Linked DNA regions of Sus scrofa: regions 2 and 3 are each linked to region 1. Evidence: chromatin contacts called from public HiChIP or PLAC-seq data. All regions are on one chromosome and are shown on one strand. The core of a region is the stretch at or near the end of the contact, and the rest is flanking DNA. Distances in the headings are between cores, read along the strand shown. Region 1 has its middle 170 kb from the start of ADO. Region 2 overlaps JMJD1C (probable JmjC domain-containing histone demethylation protein 2C). Region 3 overlaps ARID5B (AT-rich interactive domain-containing protein 5B).

Region 1 (3,392 bases), core at 55-2,554:
TGGGTAGAACCCAGTCACCTGGTCACACTCAGCTACGAGTCTTAATTTTAATGAAGTTGCTATTTATTTATTTATTTAATTTTTGTCCTTGTGCATTTAGAAACCATTACCTAAATCCAAGGTAACAAAGATTTACTCCTATGCTTTCTTCTAAGAATTTTATAGTTTCAGCTCTTACATTTAGGTGTATGATCTATTTTGAGTTAATTTTTACATAAGTGTGAGGTAGGAGTTCAACTTCATTATTTTGCACATGGTGATCCCAGCATCATTTGCTGAAAAGACTTGTTTCTTTCTAAACATTGAATTTTCATGGCATTCTTGTAAAAAATCATGTGACCATAGAACTAAAGGTCTATTTCTGGACTCCCAGTTCTACTGTCTTGATTACTATAGTTTTATGGTAAAAAGTATAGTTTTTGAAATTGGGAAATGTGAGTCCTCTAACTTTATAATTTTTCAACATCGGTTTGACTATTCTGCAGCTATATTATTTATTTTTTTATTTTTTTATTGTGATTTTTATTTTTTCCATTATAGGTGATTTACAGTGTTCTGTTAATTTTGACTGTACAGCAAAGTGACCCAGTCATACATTTATATCGTTTATTTTTACAATCCAATTTCCAAAATTCGGGAAAAGGGCAGGATGGAGCATGTTCAGATGGAAAATGGAAAAGTAGGCATTGGTAGCCAAATGTGAGTATGTGTGCTGGTATTAGGATTTTGAGGAGAGAAGCCTATTTTTGCTTTACAAATTAAAAATTCTCTAAGAAAATTGTTGATAATCACAATGATTTGGAATTTTATAGCTCTTTTCAAGGAAATTATATATGAATACTTTTAATTATGAAGACTTTGAGGGCCTAAAATTTACTAGTCTTCATCAATTATCCCTTATTTTTTTTTATTTGGATGATAAAACTCTGAACGGGATAATCTAAAGGAAAATAAAATTGTTTTTGCCATTAACTGCTTGGTTATAAAAATCCTACTTTTAAAGAACTTTGTATCCTTAATGTAAGGCAAACTTGGTAGCCAGTTCAGACAAGGTAAGACTATCTACAAATCAGAAGACATTGGTGCCTAGAATTTGGCATTCCTAAATTCCCAATGCTAAATCAGGAAATGTACACACTTGTCGCTTCACGTCTGAATAGAGGGTTAGACAACTCATGGATGACCTTTGAAATGATAAAATAGCACTTTGATTTTTCTACTGATTACTCAGAAATGTGCCTAAAGGTGATTGCAAAGAACTGTGAACAATAATATTGAGCAAGTGGAGTGGTTGCACCACGTGGCAGGAAAAACACAGACTGGCTTTAGGATCAGACAGCTCTGGATTTCAAATGTGGACTTCTTACTGTCTTTGTGAACTTGAGAAAGATATTAAGCTTCAGTTTCATTATTTCTAAAAATTGGTAAATACCTCTTGCAGAATTGCTCTGAAGATTAAGTGAGGCAAGAGATGCATGTGAACATGCCTGGGGAGGGGGGGGAACTGTAAGAGAGTAGGCTCTCAATCTGTTTCTTTTCTTTTTTTTTTTTTTTTTTCAAATACCTATAAGTGGATGAATGACAGAAAAGACCATAAAAGTAACATTTTAACTGAATTATTATGATAAATTTTAAATTTCTTCCCATGAAATTTTATTCTTTTAAGTTAAAAAAAACTGTTGATTCAAAAAATGTAACTGTTTTTGTATCTTTTAGAAGAATGTTCCTATAAACAAATTATTTTTAAAAAGCTTTTTTATCAACTCAATCATCCTAATTCCTGGTTAGGAAAATCACTTTAACACTTTGGGAGTCTGTGGATACCATACACTGAACAATCAAGCTACTTCAACTTCTCGCGAGGAAATGAGACTACCAAAAAACAGGAAGTTAAATGTGTGCAAAAGTATACATCCTGGTTGCCCATATGAAGATGAGGATGTGGTTTCTGTGTTCAAGGTCAAGTCTATGGTGGAAGGCCAAATGCCCCTGATTTTAAAATATAGCTTATATTGCACAAGGAAATATGTTTTTTTGTGTGTATGTGCACCACTGTTTCCTTGACAATAGTACCTGGCACACAGAAAGTGCTCAATAAATATTGTTGCATGAGTGAATAAATGAGTGAACCATAGCAGGTATCATCTGGTCTAGTAATTTTCAAACTTTTTTTTTTTGGTTATAGGCTCTTTGTTCAAGAAAAATATTCGGTGGACACCCAATATGATACACAGATGCAAGAGAAGCCTCTCTAGTCCATGAGACAGACTGCAGGGACCTCACCTCAAGATCCTCTAGATTCTGCAAGCCATATCTGGAAACCCCTAATCTTGTCAAACTTATATCAGAGATGGTAAGAGTAAAACCAGAGAGAAGGATTTTCCCAGTGCTGCACAGTGAAGTCAAAAACTTCACTCTCGACTTTTGGAATTCTTGTGTCTGTGGGGCAAAGGGCACATTCTACTGAATGTTTGCATCACTGGGAGGGTGTGTGGACACCCTTGGGCCCTCCAGGTGGCCTCAAGAGAGGAGCTAGTATCAGTTGCTTATCTACTTTCTGGAAGAACAACTCATTCTATGGTGCAATAAAGGGCTTCAAGCTGTGTCACTGAGGGCTCTCTGATGGTAAGACTTTTTTTGCTATAACTGTATGACCTCCACACAGGAAGGAAAGTGGTCCCCAATATATACATCTTGAGGTTGTCCCTAAGAGAATGGAATATGGGTTCTTCAGGGACTGCTTGTCTCAGACAAGTGGATGAGAATTTAAGAGTTAAATTATAGTTCGATTTGGTAACTCTAGAATCTAACTTCCAGATAAGTTATTTTAGGAGCATCCAGCCAATGATATTAATTAGTTTTAAGTGTGGAAGAGACATCTCAACCTGTAGCTTTTCCCTTGGGTCTCATATTTGCTCAGGTCCTGCCTTACTTGGTCCCCCACCCTCTCACCCCTCCTCTTCCAGTTCTGCTCCTTAGATGCAGAAGTTTGCACCACCAAAAGGGCTGGCACCCAGATGCTTCTCTTCCTTCTTGGTCTGGTCAGCAACCTACCATCCCACCCCCTTGGGATGCAGCTCAGGATCCGCCCCTTCCCCCGAGCCTGGTGCTGACTGCCTCCCTCTGCAGCTTCTGCTACCATCTGTGGCTCCTTATTTTCCATCATGGTGGAGAAAGCAGGAAGAGAGACAATTGGATTCCTTCACAGGTTGGGCGTTACAAAGTCACAGAGCTGAGATGAACATGTGATTTAATCCTAGCCACAAAAGCCACTTTCCAATTGCACAATCCTGGATAATATATGACCTCTTAATGGACACCCAACAATAATACCCTCAGTTAAGCTGTTTGAAGACATCCACAGAGTACTGGGGGAGTTCTACCATGCTCGC
Region 2 (3,577 bases), core at 702-3,201, 540 kb after region 1:
CCTGTTTCTGCGTCTGCCTTGTGACTTTTTTAAAATAATTTTTACTTTTTTCCATTATAGCTGGCTTACAGTGTGCCTTGTGATTTTTTTGCTGAAAAACTGGACAGCTGAATACTATAAGGCGGTAACTTGGAGTCAGACTCTTCCTCTGCCTCAATGTTTGCTGCTATTGACTGATAAGGGCTGTAGTCATCCATTTGTTTTGTGACTTTTCCAAACTAATTTTGCAAAGACTGTATTTCTTGTTGGGTGGGATCGCTGACATCTCTGTTCCGTTATCTCAGGGGTCAGCCAGTGACCTGCAAGGTATTTCCTTAAAGGCCAAAATCAGATGCCCTTGTCTTCATTAAGCTTGATGTAAGTTTTGCATTAGTTTCCAGAGCTGTGAAAAAGTTGATTCTGTCAGTTTTTGCTGGTTTATGGCTCTTTTAAAATCATTTTTAGAAGAGTGACTTTTTTTTTTTTGGCTCTTTAGGAACCTATGGAGATTCCCAGGCTTGGGGTCCAATCAGAGCTACAGCTGCCAGCCTACACCACAGCCACAGCAACACAGGAACCAAGCCGAGTCTGCGAACTACACCACAGCTCACAGCAATGCTGGATTCTTAACCCACTGAGCAAGGCCAGGGATTGAACCTGCAAACTCATGGTTCCTAGACAAATTCATTTCCGCTGTGCCACGATGGGAACTCCTAGAATAGTGATTTTTATTAGTGGTTACCAGTTGCTATTATGTTTCCTAATGATCTCAACCTGATCTATTTTAATAAGGATTTAAGCATTAGTTTGAAGAGGCAAGGTTCAGTTTTAAAGCAGAACTTTATTTTCTTTTTCTTTCTTTTTTTTTAGGAAAGCAGAACATATTAAACTTCCCATTCCACTTAACCCTTTTTGGGGCCATCTTTGAGTCATTAATATGTCACTTCCTTGGTAGATGGTTTATTCATACTAGCCTTAAAGGATTAGTTATAACCATAAACAGGTAATGTTATGAAAATGTGACTTTTGTGTTCATAGTACGAAGGTTAATATCTTGACACTGAGACTGCCATATACACAGTAACCTATGAGAACTTAAGAGCACAGAGATTTTTGCCTAAGTCCTTTTAGTCATATGAATGCAGAAAATTTACAACTTAGCAATATAATACTCATTATGAATGGCCAAATACAATCAATTAAATAGTTAAGTACAAGATTATCAGTTGAGATTTTGTGTTAATTTTTTAAAAGGACTGCTGTTTAAATCTAAAAGGTACTCTAAACCTCAGGGTGCTAGAACTTAAATTAAATCCTGGTGGTCAGGATCCGACTCTGTCTACGAAATACACTGGGGCTGCATAGATTGAACCATGTTTTTCTTATACTATAACAAGGGCTGTGATACTTTGCCTCAGTTTGCCAAGATAGACATCTGAATGCCCCTACACAGAAAGAGGTCCACCCCAACCCCTTCTGCCTTAAAGTGAATACTGTTGACAAAAAGATGGTGATTCTTCTCTAGCACTGCTAGTTTGTCATGTCATGCAGTATCACTGGGTCCAAAGTTGTCTGATTAGATACCTTGGGTTTTTAAGGGCCTTGATTTGTGTGGTTCTCAAAGTGTGGTTCCTGGACAGTAACGTCAGCATCACCTGGTGACTTGTTAGAAATGTAAAATTTCAGGCCTGCTCCTCAGATCCACTGAATGAGAACTACAGGATAGGGTCTAGCAACCTGTGTTATATCAAGCTCTCCAGGAAATCCCAATGTATGCTAAAACATGAGAAGCACTGACTTAGAATTTGAGGTTACTACAAGGGCTACCTATAGTTTATTGGATGTGTCGAAACCATCAATGAAAAGTTTTCAGGACTCTAAGGACTAAACAAATTGTAAATAATAATGCATCATAAATCCAAGGTAACACTGTGAACAGAGCTCTAACTTCCTTTCAATTCTCAAAACCACATTACCACCGCTTGTGAGTCATGGACAACACCCTTTGAGCAGAGTACAAATAACTGTGCTGTCATTACGTACCAGGCAGGGAACGAAGGTAGAAATCCTTTTTCTTAAGAGTTGGCAATTCTGTGCCAAAATATGTTTCTTGGAACAATTTAGTGGCACAAATCAGCAACTAAGTGGCACAGTTCAGAACAGAATTTGCCAGTCTAGGTCACAGATGCTGCCCCAGTTTACTGAAGTATAGGATCGTAAGGTTGTGTGTTTATATAGATAGAATACAAGTACATATTGTTTACTGCCTTGTGAGGCTTTGACTAGAATGATTAGTGAACTAAGCTTCTTACAGGATTACTTTTGCCCACCATTTGGAGAAAACAAGGCTATTCTCTTTCCTCTCTTTCACCAAAGTATAAGCAGCAGAGAGACATTTACATGCATGGACTCTCTGTGGTAATAGTGATTGCCTCCCAGGGAGATGAGATGAGGGCAAATCAAACAGGCTAAATTTTCACTGTGAACTATTTCATGCTATTGAATTTTAAAAAGCTGTGTACTATTTGAAGTTTAAAAAAAATGATATGAATGCATTACATATTCAAAAGAAAAAATATGTAAAAACAGCTTTCTCAGCAAATAATACTGGAATAACTGACATCCATATGCAAGAAACTGAACCTTGGTCCGTACTTTGCACTAATACACAAAATTTACCGAAAAATGGATGATCTTGATGTAAGACTAACAGCTATAAAGCTTCTAGAAGAAAATATAAGAGAAAGTCTTTGAGATCTTCAGCTAGGCAGAATTTTTGCAGATACAACAATGAAAGTATAATACATCAAAGAAAAATGATGAACTGAACTTCATTAAAATTTAAAAAAACGTGTGCTCTCTGGAAGACACCGTTACCAATACAGAAGGATAAGCCACAGACTGGGAGAATACATGTGCAAAAGCTTATAAGTAGAGCAGATAAAGACACTCAAAACACGGTAAGAGAAAAAGGGAACTTAATTACAAAAATGGACACACACATGTGTATATGGTGTGTGTATATAAATATATATGTATATATATTTATTTAAATGCATTGCAAATATTTCTCTCACTCTATGGATTATATTTTCACTCTCTTTTTCTTTTCTCTTTTTGACAGCGTCTGCTGCATACAGGTTCCCAGGCCAGGGATGAAACCTGTGTCATAGCAGTGACAACACTGGATCCTTAACCTACCGTACCACCTGGGGACGCCACATTTTCACTCTCTTTTTTACCTTTTTCGGCCTCCCTACCACATATGGAAGTTTCTGGGCCAGGGACTGAATCTGAACTGGAGCTGTGACCTATGCTACAGCTGTAGCAATGCCAGGATTGAACTGGTGCCTCCAAAGAAACCAGCTGGATCATTTACCCACTGCACCACAGCAGTAACTCCCACATTTTCACCCTTTAAAAAGTGCCTTTAAATGAACAGAAATTTGTCTATGGCCATACCACCCTAAGTGCGCCCAATCTCATCTAAATAAATAGAAACTTTTAACTGCAATGTATTCCTATCCATTTTGAACAAAAGTAGACAAATATTTGAATATACACATACAAAATAGATTTACAGATGGCAAATAAGCAC
Region 3 (3,551 bases), core at 393-2,892, 560 kb before region 1:
CAAATGTCTTAAATTAATATTCTGTTGGTATCATACTAAGAAAGACTAAATCTATGTAAAATTTTCAAAAAATGGTAACATGCATTATTTAGAAATCTTAAGAAAGGGTGAGCACTAAGACGTACACTTTTTTTTTTTTTTTTTTTTTTTTTTTTTGGCTTTTTGCCTTTTCTAGGGCCGATCCCGCAGCACATGGAGGTTCCCAAGCTAGGGGTCTGATTGGAGCTGTAGCTGGCAGCCTACGCCAGAGCCACAGCAACGGGGGATCCGAGCCGTGCCTGCAATCTACACCACAGCTCAGGGCAATGCCAGATCCTTAACCCACTAAACAAGGCCAGGGATCAAACCCACAACCTTATGGTTCCTAGTCGGATTCATTAACCACTGCGCCATGACGGGAACTAGATAGTACCCTTCTAATTGTAATAATTCTCATGCAGGTTCCCCCCCACACACACACACCTCAACATCCAGCATAATCTTCTCCATTACTCAAGGGGCGTGGGGCTTGGAAATGGCTGGTGGGTACCTGGCATCTGGGGAGATGAACAGCAGGAGAAGTGAGTTGTCAGGTAGATGTGAAAGTGGAAGTTTGAGCCACTACGGGATCTTAGAGTCCACGATTGGTTTTGCTGGGTTTGTGACTTCATGATTAGACTTTGCAGCTAGGGGAGGAGACCAGACCCTCTGCATGTAGCCTGAGCACCTAGATGGCGCTGCCTCCTCTCCCTTAAGAACCAAGCCCTTGGGTATCTGTTCTGCCCAGATGTCTCTTTACGGAATATTTGGAATTCTAAGGCCCAGGTCTTTCAATAGGTTCCTGATGCCATAATTTATAGATTTCATTGCCCCAAAGATGACTGTTTGCAAAGCAGCTCTGAGCCTTTACAGATCCTGAAGAAACTCTTTCATCTGAGCATGGTTCCCCTGAAGGATACTGTGGGTAGTCAGAATAGACCAAAGTTTGGAAGGTCTGGCATTGATTTCGGTCTCCTTGCCCTTTTCCAGAATTCTCTCCTGAAAGAGTCAGTCCTCTGAAAACCCAGAATCTCTCTCCAGTCCACATGCAGATTGAGCTCCAGGCTGTTCCCCCTACTCTGCAAGTGGGAGTGAAAAGCAACTATAATCCCTATCTTCTTTGCCAGTGCCCTCTCAGACAAGCCTATTATAGATTTCTAGAACATTTCTGCATTCCTGTGGAATTCATTCCATCATTTCGGAATAATACAGAGATACCATTTGGTCATTTAAATCTGTCTCCCCCCTCCAGGCACAGATAGAGATCTGCCCATCACTGCTGGTAAAACCTGACTTAAAAAGAGGTTAGCTGGTGAATTAATGGCAAGAATGCATGGAGTCACATGCTTTCAAACCAATTAGCAATACAGATGAGCTAGCAAGTCAAGTTCCATTTATAGGGTGGGGGAGGGGAGAAGTCAAATAATCTGTGTTTTTAAGTGTTTCTGAGAAATGAAGACCTCCAGGGCAGAGAGAAGGCGGATCAGGAAATAGCTATGCAAATCGCATGCCTGTGAAATTACTAAAACTTTGATCAGAGGCATTAACAATGGCTCCAGTACTCACAAGTATGAAATAAGGAGTGAGTAAGGCAGGGCATGTTTGGAAGGGATTTCAAAAGTGTTTACTTCCATGGTTTGTTGAGCAGTCAATGAAGTCCACGGCTATTTTAGACTGAAGTTGCCCGAGCAGTCCAGGTATGACAAATGTAGTAATACATTCCATTCTCATTAGTGACTCTTGGGGATCTCAGTGACACAGAGTCAAAATGACTGGACCTCATATAAAGCCTGCCTTTTTTTTTTTTTTCCACCCTCTTTCTAAGGACACTACTGCTCACCCTTCCACCAGCTGTAGGAGAAGGCCTGGATTCTGAGAGAGGGTAGTTCCCTGGAAATGCTAAATTGCTATTAGTATTCAGTGGGATTCAGGCAACATTAAGGTATGACTTGGGCTAAAGCAAACAGGGAAACTCCAAGCGGCCATGATGTCGCAGCTGGCAAGTGTGACACTTCACACCCCTGGGTCCCTGTTCAGGGCTGTCTGGTCTTGAGGGTATTTGAGGCTCTCATCTCAGTTCCCAACTCTGGACTCATCTTTTTTTTTTTTTTTTTTTTTTTTTAAACGGCATATGGAAGTTCCCAGGCTAGGGGTCAAATAGGAGCTGTGGTTGCTGGCCTATACCACAGCCACAGCAGCTCAGGATCCAAGCCACATCTGCAACCACAGCTCATGGCAATGCCGGATCCTTAATCCACTGAGTGAGGCCAGGGAATCAAACCCATGTCTTCATGGATACTAGTCAGGCTCCTTACTGCTGAGCCACAACAGGAACTCCCTGCTTGTCCATCCTAAATGGAATGTTTGCATCTAACCCCCAACTCCCAGTCCATCCCACTCCCTTCCCTCACCCCCTTGGCAACCACCAGTCTGTTCTTTATGTCTGTGTAGACTCATATTTTTAATGCCTTTATTTGAGAAAAAAATATTACACTTAAAAAGGAAACTGTCAGAATAATTTTTTTAAAAATGGTAATACTCTTGTATCCTTTTTTTTTTCTCCCTAACCGTGCCTATTGCTTTAAATTCATCATTTAAGTTAGAAAGTTCCCCCAAGATAGAGTTGTGCTTCTTAGTGGTCCAGTGTGTTCATATCTCAGAAGCAACAGTTGCTTCTCAAACATTTCTATTGGGTGTGGAAAATTATTTATAGGAGAACAGAATAAAAGTAAACTTTTTATGATGTTCTTAAAGGTATATATAATTAATGCTTTGTGAATTCATGGGCAGATTCAAGCAGTTATCAGATTCTGAGTACCAGGAGCTGCAGTTTTCTGGCCCCACTCTGTTCGGTGTGGAGTATATGGAATATAACTGTGGATTGGAATTAAAATTTTCAGGGAATCATTTATAAATTTAAAAGAAAAAATGTTGGCTTTAAGTTAAAGCCACAATGAGAGCTGAGAGCTTCTGTTTTTCTTTTCCTTTTTCCCCAAGTATTTGAAAACTGAAATTCTGTAAGAGATTATCTGTGAAAATGCCTTTCTTTTATTACACCCATAAATTTCAGGAGTGGCTTTGATCAAGCCTTCTGCCATTCTCGGTTTCTAAATCTTTTACTCATACGTTAATAACTTTAAAAACACTCATCCTATTTTTGTTGTAGTGAAAGAGGAAGTTTCTAAATAGTCAAAAAGGAAACATTGAAAATAGAATACAATAAATGATAACTAAATTAGGGTAGGGCTTTTTTTTTTTTTTTTTCCTTCCCCAGAAAGAGCAATGCTCCATGTTGAAACTTGCCAGAGTATTTTAAGATTATTGTCCATAAAGAAAATGTACCAAAGAATTGAGATGTTCAAAGGAAAGGCATTAAGGAAATGCAAGGTATTATTGGTAATGCGCACTATACATAGAACAAGATTTGAAGGCCTTTAATACTTCAGTCGGTGGAGTTGGGTTTTCTGTCTTGTATTTAGTGTTTAAAACACACATGCGCAACCTGCAAACCAAATGAGTTAACCCTCTGCTGG

The links. HiChIP or PLAC-seq counts read pairs in DNA pulled down with a chosen protein or histone mark.
Region 2: a contact with region 1 is called in an H3K27ac HiChIP or PLAC-seq map of alveolar macrophages. The contact joins two enhancer-like sites. A contact is called at or near these places in 11 of 47 Hi-C or Micro-C datasets (embryonic fibroblasts, fetal heart ventricle, heart right ventricle and 6 more) and 2 of 2 datasets of contacts at active chromatin or transcription factors (alveolar macrophages and skeletal muscle).
Region 3: an H3K27ac HiChIP or PLAC-seq map of alveolar macrophages shows a contact between it and region 1. The contact joins two enhancer-like sites. A contact is called at or near these places in 1 of 47 Hi-C or Micro-C datasets (embryonic fibroblasts) and 1 of 2 datasets of contacts at active chromatin or transcription factors (alveolar macrophages).

Annotation. Positions count from the first base shown.
Region 1 is chr14:66,108,802-66,112,193 of Sscrofa11.1, forward strand. No RefSeq gene overlaps it. Among named protein-coding and RNA genes, the nearest start is that of ADO, 170 kb to the right of the region's middle. Within about 2 kb of position 1,305, at least 3 of the 83 cell types and tissues checked have an H3K27ac peak or open chromatin away from gene starts, as enhancers often do. A contact at or near this core is called in alveolar macrophages, where this site is marked.
Region 2 is chr14:66,644,395-66,647,971 of Sscrofa11.1, forward strand. All of the region lies in intron 24 of JMJD1C (probable JmjC domain-containing histone demethylation protein 2C), which reads right to left. Among named protein-coding and RNA genes, the nearest start is that of NRBF2, 56 kb to the left of the region's middle. Within about 2 kb of position 1,952, at least 9 of the 83 cell types and tissues checked have an H3K27ac peak or open chromatin away from gene starts, as enhancers often do. A contact at or near this core is called in alveolar macrophages, where this site is marked.
Region 3 is chr14:65,544,694-65,548,244 of Sscrofa11.1, forward strand. All of the region lies in intron 4 of ARID5B (AT-rich interactive domain-containing protein 5B), which reads left to right. Among named protein-coding and RNA genes, the nearest start is that of ARID5B, 140 kb to the left of the region's middle. Within about 2 kb of position 1,643, at least 18 of the 83 cell types and tissues checked have an H3K27ac peak or open chromatin away from gene starts, as enhancers often do. A contact at or near this core is called in alveolar macrophages, where this site is marked.